Linked DNA regions of Mus musculus: all the other regions are linked to region 1. The links are chromatin contacts, called in public Hi-C and promoter capture Hi-C maps. All regions are on one chromosome and are shown on one strand. Each heading gives the region's core, a stretch centred on a gene start, on an enhancer-like site or on the middle of the called end of the contact. The rest is flanking DNA. Distances are from core to core; before and after follow the strand shown. Region 1 holds the start of Emp3 (epithelial membrane protein 3). Region 2 holds the start of Syt3 (synaptotagmin III). Region 3 holds the start of Josd2 (Josephin domain containing 2). Region 4 holds the start of Il4i1 (interleukin 4 induced 1).

The links. Hi-C and Micro-C count contacts between places; a contact is called where the count stands out from the background. Capture Hi-C pulls out chosen DNA fragments and counts their contacts.
Region 2: a contact with region 1 is called in a promoter capture Hi-C map of adipose tissue, with 2.9 times the contacts expected there. The contact joins the promoter of Syt3 here to the promoter of Emp3 in region 1. A contact is called at or near these places in 2 of 9 other capture datasets (adipose tissue and liver).
Region 3: a promoter capture Hi-C map of liver shows a contact between it and region 1, with 2.4 times the contacts expected there. The contact joins the promoter of Josd2 here to the promoter of Emp3 in region 1. A contact is called at or near these places in 1 of 484 Hi-C or Micro-C datasets (B cells), 1 of 115 datasets of contacts at active chromatin or transcription factors (pancreatic cancer cells) and 2 of 9 other capture datasets (adipose tissue and liver).
Region 4: a contact with region 1 is called in a Hi-C map of B cells, with 5 read pairs. The contact joins the promoter of Il4i1 here to the promoter of Emp3 in region 1. A contact is called at or near these places in 6 of 39 promoter capture datasets (the 3T3-L1 cell line, erythroid cells, hippocampal neurons and 2 more), 2 of 484 Hi-C or Micro-C datasets (B cells and uterus) and 3 of 115 datasets of contacts at active chromatin or transcription factors (Th17 cells, heart atrium and large pre-B cells).

Annotation. Positions count from the first base shown.
Region 1 is chr7:45,919,830-45,922,999 of GRCm38.p6, forward strand. Emp3 (epithelial membrane protein 3) reads right to left here and starts at 1,597. Exons shown (of 5, transcript NM_010129.2): 1 at 1,413-1,597; 2 at 460-575; 3 at 106-208. The coding sequence starts at 537.
Region 2 is chr7:44,382,566-44,385,735 of GRCm38.p6, forward strand. It overlaps Syt3 (synaptotagmin III), which reads left to right and starts at 1,561. Exons shown (of 11, transcript NM_001114116.1): 1 at 1,561-1,611; 2 at 2,241-2,384. It also overlaps a transcript of 1700008O03Rik not described here.
Region 3 is chr7:44,466,398-44,469,567 of GRCm38.p6, forward strand. It overlaps Josd2 (Josephin domain containing 2), which reads left to right and starts at 1,583. Exons shown (of 5, transcript NM_001205071.1): 1 at 1,583-1,793; 2 at 2,410-2,572. The coding sequence starts at 2,427. Aspdh (aspartate dehydrogenase domain containing) reads left to right here. Exons shown (of 7, transcript NM_026690.1): 3 at 74-158; 4 at 267-416; 5 at 488-708; 6 at 782-936; 7 at 1,246-1,354. The coding sequence ends at 1,289.
Region 4 is chr7:44,834,759-44,837,928 of GRCm38.p6, forward strand. It overlaps Il4i1 (interleukin 4 induced 1), which reads left to right and starts at 1,530. Exons shown (of 8, transcript NM_010215.3): 1 at 1,530-1,558; 2 at 1,746-1,779; 3 at 1,873-2,108; 4 at 2,618-2,730. The coding sequence starts at 1,767. It overlaps Il4i1b (interleukin 4 induced 1B), which reads left to right. Exons shown (of 9, transcript NM_001171024.1): 4 at 1,873-2,108; 5 at 2,618-2,730.

The sequences.
Region 1 (3,170 bases), core at 347-2,846:
CCATCCAGACAAGCTGCCTATGGCCACCCCAGGTGCTCATAGCCTAGTCTAGGCTCCCAACCCTGGCCCTGGCAGGCCTTCCCCTGCCCTCAGCCATATGCTCACCATTCTCACTGACGTTACTGCAGGCCCATGTTTGAGTGGTGGTGTTCCACGTGCAGTCATACCACAGGTTCAGGGACTCTTTGTCTGGGAGAGTCCACCAGGACTGGAAGGGACAGAGACCGGGGAGGGTGAGGTGAGACACAGGACAAAAGATGTCAGGGAGAGTGGGGATGACTCCTGATGGCCAAATGCATGGGCTAGGCCAGGGGAAAGTACACACGCAGAAGTAAGAGTAGGGAAGGGGAGGAGTGGGGAGGAGGAGGCACAGAGGTAGGGAGGAAGGGAAGCAGAGGCAGGTAGGTGGGGTCTTAGAGATGGGCTATATCTGGGGTTCCCAGTGAGCTGGAAACTTACCTTGTCCAAAGTGGCCACAAAAAGCAAGACAAGAATGAGGATGTGGAGGGCAGAGACCACCAACAGGAGGAGTGACATGGCTGCCAGATGTCTGGCTCAGGGCAGGAGAGGCAAGCCTGCAAAGGGTGGGAGCACTCAATCCTAGGGGAGGAGGGCTGGAGAATGGCTTTCTAAATCAGAGAGGAGGGCCAGGGAGGTAGGGAAGTCTCTGGTGTGAGGGAGAAGGGGAGTAGGCCGAGCAGTTCCTCCCTGGGGAGAAGGGCAAGCCAGGGGACTCCTGCTCTTGGAGGCGGGCAGAGACTGTCCTAGATGGACTTTTGGGAGACAGAGGAACGGGCAGGACTAACAGTGAGCTGGTGCATCTTCAACACTCTGTCCCTGGGCCGTGTGGGTCTCCATATGAACCATCAGGAGCAGGAATTGCCCCCGGGACAGGCATCCTTGACTCACTGACTCTCTTCTTTCTCCTGGAGTGAGTCACGAGTGACTCATCCCCCCTCCCTCCAACACCAGGGAAATGCCAGCCTCTGGCTGAGTCTCTGGTCCTCACCCGACCTGACTGCAGACCCCGGCTCTAGACACTCAGGGAGGTGGATTTGCAGCAGGGAGGGTGTGGTCTGAGTGGAGAGACCACCTCCTACCACCCTTCAGTGTCCAGAGAACTCAGCCAGCCCTGGGAGCCCTCCTGCACCCCTTCATCTAAGAAGGGAGTGGAAGACCCCAGGGAGAAGCCACAGGACATTCTTCATGGTGGGCTCTGTTGGGACAAGTCTCATAGACAGCTCTAAGCTCTCCTGTATTCCCACTACAAAGGCTGAGAGATCAGTTCTTCAATTACCAGTCTCCTCTGGAGCTAAGAGTGGAGGGTCTCTTCCTGCCTAAGGTGCCCCGCCCATGGTGCCATGCCGCCCAGTAAATAAAGCCCCATCTGAATAACGGATTGAAAAACTTACCGAGAGTTGCTGAAGAAGTCAGAGTTGGAGTCTGTCCTCGTTGGGCCTCTTGCCCCGCCCTTCTGCTCCCTCCTTCCACTCTGAGGCCCCCGCCTCCCTCACCGCCTTCCTCCCACCCTTTAATACCCACCCTTCTCCGTCTGCCTTCTCCCTCCCTCCCTTTCTCTCTCTCCTCTGGTGGTTTTCTGCTTCTCTCGACTCTCAATATATACCAACCCTTTTATATCCACTTTAGCCTCGCCCAGCTGAGGTCTCCAGTCAGGGGAGGGCACGAAATCTTGGTTCCTTATTCTCTGCCCACCCAGTCACACAGAAGGCATGTTCTGGGACCTCCTTTCAGGGCTCAGATGAGAAGTCCTTGAGGCCCTGGGGTGGAGCATGTTACCTTCTTGGACTGGATGCCTGCTCTCTTTGATGAAGTTTGGGGCAGAGTAGATGACACAAGAATCTGTAGAAGGCCAGATCCTGTGACACAGATCAAACTTTGGGCTGGCTCATGGCAGGACAAAAAGTATGAAATTACGGGAAGGAGCAGGATATAGCTTTAAAGAATGCCAATGTTGCCATTCCATGGTTGTGTGGCCTGGGATAGATTATTTCACTTACTTGGGCCTCAGTTTGCTAATCTATATAGTGGGTATAATACACAGTCAATAAAGAAAATAGACGGATGGCAATAATGACTAGGTGGGCAGATGCTAATTTAAAAAGGATAATCCTGGAAAGCTTCTTGGAGGAGGTGCTATTTGACCTGAGTCATTTGGATACTAGGGAGAAAATGTCCCAAGCTTTGAGAAGAAACGCTGGCCGTTTGGAGAGCAGACAGAATGGCCAGTGTGTCTGGAGCACAGAGAGCGTAGGGTGTGGTGAGCGGGACAGCAGAGGATTCACTTGGAAGTCATGGAGGAATCAGGATTTTACTGTAAGTGCTGTGGGAGGCCATTAGAATTCTCACAGCACTCTAGTCCCAGGGTTATAGTGTGAACTATCATTTATTCTCAGAGTTAGGGGCTGTGGGTGATGAACTAGGACTGATGAAGTTAGGGCTGGGGATCTGGATGATGGTGCTAGAGCTGGGTGTGATGACCTAAGCCTGCAGGGGTGAGTGACCAGCTGGCTTGGGGATTGCGAGACTGGGAGCTGGGTACCACACAGCACAGCCTCTGCAGCATCCATTGGCAGTGTGACCATAGGCGTTACTGATGACGTCTCCACTATTTTCCTTCATCTGTAAAAGAGGGATAGCATCGCGGCTAGCTTAGATCTAGAGCAGTGCCTGGTAATACTGTACAACTTAGAGCGGGCTTTGGAGCCCCGAGTGGAGTCGAGGGAACTCTGGCTCTAGTAATTGGAGAAAGGGCAAAGACTTGAGGCCAGTGCGTCCGGAAGCTAAAGTTTGGAATCTTAAATGAGGATGGATGGAGGAGGGGGACAGAAACAAGGGGAAGTCTAACTCTGACCCTGGAGAGAGTAGAGAGTGGGTCACTGAGGACAAAATTGGGGGGCTGGGATGGAAGCTTGTACTTCTCCATGATTGCAGGGACAGGAGGCTGCATCCCAGGCCTGGGAGGAGTGTGGACCAGGAGCAAGGAAGCTCCACTGGCTGAGAAGCCAGCTGGGATGTTTTAATATTCCTTGAGAGTTGAAAAAGTTCGGTACTTGGGGTGCCTAGGGGAGGCGTTTAGGGAATCCCCAACAATAGTGCCCAATAGAAGTGGAAGTATCTGGAGACACTAGAGGTAGGGGTGGTGGGATCTC
Region 2 (3,170 bases), core at 311-2,810, 1.5 Mb before region 1:
TAAAGAGAAAAAGTAAGGCAGTTAGGAACTAACCCAGCGGAAGTCATACAGTGTGCTGAGCTGGCATTAAACACGCATGCATTTTCCCGAGTCGCACAGATGGCTGGTTCTTGCTGCAGCTGCCTCGCAGCATCTGAGCTGCCTCAGACTCACAGTGTTTCTTTGAAGATGTGTCACGTGAAGCTGGCAAGCCCATCTGTGTGCACATTTCTGAGTGTGTGTCACCGCCTGGTCAGGCTGAGCTCCATGGCTGGCATGGAGCTGACTAGCCACTAAGGCCGTTCGCCGCACCTTTGGTGGCCAGGCCCCCGTGCATGCTTCCTCAGACTCCTGTGAGAAGATGCTAGCAGCATAAACATGGACCCTGGATGGAGCCAGCTATCTTTTTCGGAGGCTTCTGATATATAACAACTGCAAATTGCATGCATACGCTACAAGGGGAAGAGTTGCTTTGAACCCAGAGTCTCAGATATGCCAAGCAAACACTGGTTTTTTAGGCTATCAGACCAAGCGCTTTGCTTTCCTGGGAGATTCTACTAGACAAAGGCTCCACTTCTCATCAATGCCCCCAGCTCCTCACTGGAGGATTCTAGACAGGGCTTCTACTGCTGCACTACATCCCCAGCTCTCTCTTATTTTTGGACAGGGTCTCACTCAATCTGCAGAGGCTGGTCTTGAACTCATCCGTAGCCCAGGTTGACCTGGAACTTTCTATCCTCTTCCCTCCCCATCCAGAGCAACTGGGATGAAAGGTCTCTGCCATCAGGCCTTGGAAGCTGTGTTTATTTTGTATAACTGGCTGGCGGGAGGACAATAGCAATTGAGTGAGACACTAACTTCCAAGCCACCCCTCTGGGCTGCTTTTGTGTAGATCAGGACCTCGTGGGAGGAATTGAATCTCCACGGGCCTCAATTGTTCTGTGAAATGGGAATACCTTGATTGCATTCATCCTTATACCAAAGTGAATATTCCATGAGAAGCCATCTTCAAAGCTCTTAACTCCTAACATTGGTAATGGTGAGTGGCAATTTTCATTAGCTGCTATTAATGTGGTAAAAACCGGATGCTCTGTGCCTGTAAGTAGTCATTAAGCACCCACTTGGTGCCAGTGTTTTTGATGCACACTGACTGGTTTCTCAAACTACATCCCTTAGGAGATAATTTCATTGTATTGTGCTGGACATCGGGATCTGGGATGCTAAGAGTCTCAAGGGGACTAGGGCAGGATTCAAATCCAGTGCCTGTGGCTCTACCTAAAATATGAGACTTACTGTGGCCAGCTTTCATTCCAGCCTGCTCAGCTGTAAACCCTGAGATCTTGCTCCCTGGAGAAAGGAGTTTTTGTGGCCTGGGACCTCTGAATCCTAACCTTCTAGTTCCCTCAGGTGGCCTCTCAACTGGGGCGAAACTGCAACCAGAGTCCAGGGAGGTGCACACTAGGGCCATACGGATTTTGGCTTTTGGGTTGCATGGGCTGGCGGGGGAGGGGGGGGGAAAGGGCTTGGGAGGAGCCGAGGAGCTGCGACAGGGGTGGGGAGGAGCCAGGCGGGCACCGCGGCAGCGGGCAGGCGGGCGCGCGCGCGCTCCGGGCTGCAGCAGCCGGGGCTCCGGTGAGTCCGCCCCTCCCCCTCCCCCGCCCCAACCTCATCCCAAGGGGGCGGCCCCAAGTGGGGGCGCGGAGGTCGGTGCAAATAGGGGCGCATCTGGAGCTGGGGAGCTGAGTCTGCAGTGCCAGCTGGACGCTCCAGGGGAGGGGCACGTGGCCCTGGAAAAAGGGGGATCTTGATTCCAATACACCTGGGTGCACTTCACCCTTGCCCACCCATCCCCAGAGTATGGGGATTAGTGACCCATCTCATGACCCCTAAGTGATTAGAGCTACGTGACCTCTGGAGATCTTGGACTCCTTTCCCCTCTCCTGCAGCGTCTTGGGACCCTGACATTTTAACCCTTCCAGCACCACTCCCCCAAAAAATCCCATATTCTGCAGACCGGAGACGCATTGAGGACTTCAACTCCCAGCAGCCCTTGCAGCTCTGGTGCGATAAAGCTGCAGTAGCACTAGCAGCAAGACCAGCTGGGAGTTGTAGTCCCTAAGCTTTTAACTAGCTGCTGGGGGCACGGAGGTGGGAGGGGGCGGCTGGACCTCACCGGGGTCATCTGGGGTCGCGCAGCTACTTCGAGTCGGGCAAGATGCAAAGCTTGGGCTGATTTTTTCCCTCCCGATTTGGGTCCCTAGATCAGTCACCAGCCCCCCTTCTTGCCACCTGGCAAGCGTGGAGACCGGTCCGCAGCGGCTAGGCTCGTCCACCCTGCAATCCCCATGGGCTACCGCCCCCCGCCGCCTCGGCTGCCACCCAGGACAAGGCAGGGGTAAGCACAGGTGAGTCTGACCCTGGCCAAATGGCAGTCAGTCTTCCTTAGCAGCCTGGCTTCTCTTGACTGTCTGGCCCTCGTTCTTTCCCTCGGGGGGGGGGGGGGCTCTTTCCCACCGATGTCTAATGTCTAGCTCCAAACCTTACCTTGTGTTACTCCCTCCTCGCCCACCTCCACCTCTCTCTCCTGTTCTCCTTTTTTTTTTTTTTAAACTGACCATGCTTCTGTCTGTCTGTGTTCCCAACTCTCTTCTCTTGCCTTGTATCTGAGGTCTCCAGCCATTGTCTGGTTGTCCAACCTGGAATTCAGCATCTTTTCTCTCTCTCTTCTGATCTACCTGTGTCTCATTGGAAGGTATTTCTGCCCACACCCCTGCCTCCCTGGCTTCACTTCTCTCTGTGTGTGCACCATGTCTCGGATATAATGAAGTACACGCTGTTCCCCAGCCTCTGTCCTGAACCTCTATACTCCGAATTCTGTGTCTATCTTTCCCTGGCTACCCGACTTCACTTGGTCCTTTCCTCTTATCTCTATCTGTCCTCTTAGCTCCCCTTCTCTCAGCTCGGGGTTTCTGCCACACACCTGACTCTCCTTCCTCTGACCCTCCAGCAGTTTCCCACCCTAAGCCTCCCACCAATGATGTTGCAGCTGCCCAAAATGCTCTTACCTGCCACAGCCTGGCTGCCTACTGTTGATGGCTGCCTCCAACCTTCCTTTGGGTCTCAGAGTACCCATCCTGACTTTCAGTCTGTGGCCCCTTGGGGGCACATTCCTTTCGTCTGAGAGTACCTTG
Region 3 (3,170 bases), core at 333-2,832, 1.5 Mb before region 1:
AACCCTGAGGACCTGGGAGACAGGAGACCTGACTCTTCTCCAAGGCCCTCCCCCTCCATGTCTCTCTTCCTAGGCACCCTGACCTTGTGGTAGAAGTGGCCCACCCCAAAATAATCCATGAATCTGGGGCACAAATCCTTCGCCATGCAAACCTCCTGGTGAGCCTCCTTGCCCCTCAGTGAGTCCCTCTCTGTGTTGGCTGCATCCCACCCTCCAGCAGTAATCTGGGTCTTGGCCTTGCCTCTCTCTACCATCCGTGTCCCAAGGTGGGATCCCCCTCAGCTCTGGCTGACCAGACCACAGAGCAGCAGCTCCTGGAGGCTTCAAAGCGCTGGGGCCACACTGTGTTTGTGGCCCGAGGGGCCCTATGGGGCAGTGAAGACATCAGCAGACTGGATGCAGCCGGAGGCCTCCAGGTGAGGACTGTCTGGGCTGCCAGACGGAACATGTAAGAGTCTCAATCTCCTGACCCTGCCATTGCTTCCAGAGCCTTCGAGTCACCATGGCCACACATCCTGATGGCTTCCGGCTGGAGGGACCCCTGGCTGCAGCCCACAGTAGTGGGCCCCGCACAGTGCTCTATGAGGGCCCTGTGCGTGGGCTCTGTCCCTTGGCCCCCCGAAACTCTAACACCATGGCAGCTGCTGCCCTGGCTGCCCCCAGTCTAGGCTTCGACCGTGTCATTGGGGTGCTTGTGGCTGACCTTAGGTAAGCACAGGGCGTAGGTGGCACAGCTGTGTACACTCCGGGTGGACTGACTGCACTTCTCTGCCGGCTGCAGCCTCACCGACATGCACGTGGTGGATGTGGAGCTGCTAGGACCCCCAGGGCCTTCAGGTCGCAGCTTTGCCGTGCACACCCACAGAGAGAACCCAGCCCAGCCTGGCGCTGTCACCGGCTCTGCTACTGTTACAGCCTTCTGGCACAGCCTACTGGGTGCGGCAGGCCCCTCCAAGGGTCCCTTGGCGTTTGTGCTCGGCAGAGCTCACATGTTGGGTGTCCCAACCCCAGTTTTCTGTCTTTTCTCATTCTTAGTTCTCACTCCCAGGCTCTATGAGCCTCTCTTTCCCCGCCCCGCTTTCTCTCAGCATCTGGGTCCCCCTCTAGGTCTCTACATCCACATGCCACATCTCTTTCTGAGTATCCTCCTTGACTTGTACCACATTACCTTTTCCAAAACCCACGTCCACCATGGCCACCTGCATGTGTCTGTGTTGTCATCCTAGTTTTTCATTCTCCCCACAGGCTGCTGTCAGCTCACCTCCAGACCTGGGATCCACCTCTGCTGAGTCTCCTCCCCTACTACCCTTACTGTCATATTGACAACTATGGGTCCCAGTAAACATCAGAGTTCAGCCCACTGTTCTCTTTGGCCTCTTTGGTTCCTTGTCCCCACCTCTATGTCGTCACGCTTCAGCTACACACTGAGTATGACGCCATAGCAGCAGCGTGCGAGCTCATACACAAACCAGCCCCCTGAAAGCTATCGCGAGATCACTCGTTACCACAACTCCCAGAAACCTCTAGGCAGCAGTGAGCCCTGGGAGAGAACGAGAACTGGCTGCTTTGTCCGATGGGAGTTGTAGTCCCACGCGGCAGAGCAGCCCCGGAGGACTTCCGGACTGCGCGTCCTATTTAGACGCCCTACGGAGGCCTTCGGGAATCGCAGTTCGGCGCGCGCAAGTCGCCGGGAGCTGTAGTCCCTTTCGCCTGCTCAGTCAGCGTGCTACCACCCGGTCGCTGCCTAGGGAATGCGAAAGCGGTCGGTCCCGGGGAGCAGAAAGGCCGGCGGGGTGAGGGCCAGGCGGGCGACAAGCAAAGGCGGGTGGGAGTGTGCCTGGTTGCCAGGTGACAGGAAAAGGTGGGGGCTCCTGTTGCTTAGTAACTGGTAGAGGGCCTCGTTGCCAGGTGAAGGGAGGCGAGAACCCTGGTTATTGAGGAGGGGAAGTCTTTCGTTGCTAGGCGACCAGAAGAGACCCTGTTACCCAGAGACGGGAAAGGAGGAGTCCTCCATTGCTAGGTGATCAGAAAACGGACCAGGATACCCAGAGGGTGGGGTTGTTCTGTTGCTTGGGAACTAAAAAGGTATTGTTTCCTAGGGACAGAAGGGGTGGTAGTCCATTGCTAGGTGATGATGATCAGGACCCTTTTGCTTGGAGACATGTAGTGGGGGTGGGTCTCTATTGCCAGGTGAGCAGATGAGAGCCTCTACTCCCCCCACTCCCAGGACTGGGCTCAAAAGGTGTCTCTGTGCTCTGGAGACAGCCTGGGAAATAGGGTCAGGGCCTCACGGCCTCCTAAGCTAGCCCCAGTGCCCATCTCAATGTCCATTGCCCAGGGACCCAGGAATCTAGAGAACCGAATGAGCAAGATCCTAGGTGCCTAACACCTCCTTGTCCCACCCCGCAGCAGGAGCTGAGGAGGGCATGTCTCAGGCTCCGGAAGCAAGGCCGAGTCCACCCTCAGTGTATCATGAGCGGCAGCGGCTAGAGCTGTGTGCTGTCCATGCTCTCAACAACGTCCTTCAAGAGCAGCTCTTTAGCCAGGAGGCTGCCGACGAAATCTGCAAGAGGTGACTGCCATTGTTCCCCGCCCTGGAAGAGCAGGGCTCAGAGAGGCACGGGAGCCTTCCTGGGACCCTAGCAGGGCCAAGGCTCCGATCCAGGAGCTGTTGCCTGCCCTCCCACCTGCTGCTTCTCACAGCCTCAGCCCCAGCTTTGGCCTCAACCTCTCTTATCTGAGCCTCTGTCACAACCTCCCAGCTGTCTGTTTTTCTTCTCCTGGTCGTCCTACACACAGCCCCACAGCTGCTTGCCCCCTCCTCTGCTTCTATCCCTCTTTGGTTCCCCAGAACTCCTAGGGACTAGCCCCGGGCCTTCAGGCTGAACTCAAGGCCTTGTGTGCTCGGGTCCTTGCCTACCTTTCTGCAGCTTCATCCTTCGATGTACTCCTAGGCCTCCAACAGGCTGTTCCCATGTTACACAAGGCATTTTTTTCCCCTTCTTGGTCCCTTTGTTTGCGCCTCACAATTTCAACCATCACTTTTGTAAGAAACTTTCTTGAATCTCTCTCCCCATTCCCACCTCTAGGCTGCAGGGTGCTTCTATGGGCACATAGACACCCCAGCCTGTAGTCCTTGCCCAGATCCACAGGCAGCCCTCATCTGTAAA
Region 4 (3,170 bases), core at 280-2,779, 1.1 Mb before region 1:
GCAACAATACCTGAATCCATTCTGTTTGCTCCTCAGAGCTTCCTAGGGGAACAGGTGTAGCTCCGATCTCTGACCAGGGACCCAGAAGTGTTCTCTTGAGGCCAGACGTGCTTCAAGGGTTAGGAACACTGACTGTTCTTCCAGAGAACCAGGGCTTAATTTCCAAGACCTTCCTGGGAGCTCACAACCACTGGTCACTTCCATGCCAGCAGATCCAATGTCCTTCTCTGGCCTCTTTGGGCAACAGACAGACATAAACATGGTACATAAACATTCATAAAGGCAAAACTCAACCACATAAGTGAAAACTTTTAAAATTCAAAGCTGTAGTCCCTGTATGCCAGGCCTACCTTTACTCTTACCATGGCAACTTAGGGCTGTCTTACTGGTGCAGAATGAACTCCAGAAGCTGAGGAGGAGCACTGGCAACAGATGCTGCTGGTATTCTTGTCTTCAGGGAAGGGAGGGGGTCATAGGGAGTTTGAGGCCAGCCTGGTATACAGAATGAAATCCTGTCTATAAATAAGTTGAAATGTAATGGCACACACCTTTAATCCCCACACAATGGAGGCAGAGGCAGGTGGATCTCTGATACCAGGACAGCCAAGGGGTACACAGAGAAACTATCTCAAAGAGCCAAAATAAATTCCAGGCTGTGAAGCAGATGTTGCCCACTCCACCCTCCTCCCAGGACTGTCAGTTCCTCTGTAAGACTGAGACCAAGTACTGTGCCAGAGTTCTGCCTGACCTGAGGTCTCCAGCCTGCATGACTGCACTTGCCACAGAGCACACATATACACCAACCACCATCTACTTAATGGGCTCTGGAGTTCCCCAGCCTGCGCTCTCTGTGATTTCCCACCCTAGCTGTTCTCCTAACCCATCTTCTCCCCAACCCCAAGGAAAACCCCCTGCATCCTGTTGCCTCACCTCACCAGTTTTGGCAGAGGCTTCTAGGGTCATTTCTCTGAGGTGTCAGTCTAGAGTCTGCTGCCCAGCAGTACTTAAGACAAAGCAGGAAGGACAAAGGACAAGTGGCCACTTAGCCATCACCAACCAGTCCTGCCCATGTTCCTGCAGCTGCAGCAAACAGGTTCTGGACCTGGCCAGGTGCTATATGCAGGCCCTGACCTGGCTCCATTCCTGCCATTGTGCTGGACCATGTGACATGAGTAGGCCTATATGGGCTTCAAATGTGAAAGGCCCCAGACTTGTGTGTGCCCATTTCATACAGACATTCTTGGAGAGATGGGGAGGGGATGGGCAGACCCAAGACAAAAGTCCAAGAAGCCTAGAGCACAGGGTCCACCATCAACACTGCCACCTGGGTGGGTAGTCCCCACCCCCAGCTTCCCCAAAGCTATTTGAAGCAGGAAGAAGAAAAATAGACTGAGTTACTTCCTCCTGTGATATTTATTCCCATCACCTCCCCCAGCATCTGACCCTAGCTCAGGAAAGCACTTTTAATTCCCGAGGGAGGTGAGTGGGCGGGGCTGGCTACTTTTAAGGGGAGAGTCGCAGAGGCTCTGCTCTGCAGTCCTGCCCAAGAGAGCTGAAGGTAGAGCTACATGGAGGGTGGTGGCAATGACTGGAACCCAGAACCCAAGGCTGGAAAGCAGGAGGGGAGGGAGCCAGGCCATAATGGTCAAGATTAGGTCTGGGGAAATACATGCCCAGAGAGGAAGGAGGGAGACAGGCTGGGGATCCCTGGCCCCACCACATTGACCCCCTACTTCTTCACTCAGACAGCAGCTGCCACTTGAGCCATGGCTGGGCTGGGTAAGTGAGCAGCCAAGAGGAGGAGGGAGTGCTGGGGTTACGGCTGACTCCTGCACTTCTGGTGCCTATGTGCTGACCCTGTCCTTTTGCCAGCCCTGCGTCTTGTCCTGGCGGCCACCCTCCTTGGTCTGGCAGGCTCTCTGGACTGGAAGGCAGCCTCCAGCTTGAACCCTATTGAGAAGTGTATGGAGGACCACGATTATGAGCAGCTACTCAAGGTGGTGACCTTGGGCCTCAATCGGACTTCGAAGCCCCAGAAGGTGGTAGTGGTTGGTGCAGGCGTGGCAGGGCTGGTAGCAGCCAAGATGCTCAGTGATGCAGGACACAAGGTGAGAAGTGCTGCCTGTAGTCCTCAGGGAGCCTTTCCTGCTGCTGGTGGGGAGTCCTGGGTAGTGTGACGGAGAGAAGCTACCCTTTCCTAGAGCCCCCATTTCATTGACCCACTGCACTCCACTTACCCGTCCTGGAGGGAAGGCCTACTTCCTCTTCTTAATGTAACTGTCAAGAGTTGAGATGGGGATTTGGAGGTAAGGGGCCTGAGAAATCCTCAAGGGAGAGTATCCCTCACCTAACCCTAGGAATGAGATTGGGCCAGCCCCAACTCTTCTGTACAAACTAGGAAATCCCCCTCTTCCTGCCTTAAGCTGGGAAGTCCCTCTACAGTCCATCTGCTAGTCTTCCTGCTACAGTCTTGAGACCTTTCTTTCCGAGCAGCCCCTCCTACCCAGAAGAAAGGCCCTTCTATTCTAGGTGTCCTTTACTATTGGGGGCAAGACAGGCAGGGGCTAGTGGGAATGTAGTGAGGGAGCTGAGGTCCCTGTTGGCCGCTTTTCTTTAGGTCACCATCCTGGAGGCAGATAACAGGATTGGGGGCCGTATCTTCACTTTCCGGGATGAGAAGACAGGCTGGATAGGGGAGCTTGGGGCCATGCGAATGCCCAGCTCTCACAGGTGAGGTCCCACCTACCCAGGCAGCAGAGCCCCACCTCTACACCAAGGTTTAGCCAGAGCCCAGTTCCATACCCACTCCCACATTTTGCCAACTCCCGTCCCAGATTCAGGCTCAGCCAATCCCAGCCTCATTCTTGGTCTGGGCTCAACCAGAAGCAAGCTCTATCCCCAGTCCAGGCACCAGTATCTGTGTTTTGAGGTAATGCTTATAGAACTTTGGGCTTCAAGCTACACCTCCAACTCATCTCCAGTTTCACCCCTATTCCCACCCAGTCAAAAGTTGGGTCTAGACCTTACTTCCACTCACACCCCTCAGTAATGCCTTCCGGAGAGCCCGGGTGATCAGTGCCCTAGCCTGCAAGCTGCCTGAGCTCTGCCCCTATCCCCACCCCGACTCCTGAGCCAGCCCTCAGGTCCCCAGTGAGTAGTCTGATGCCCAT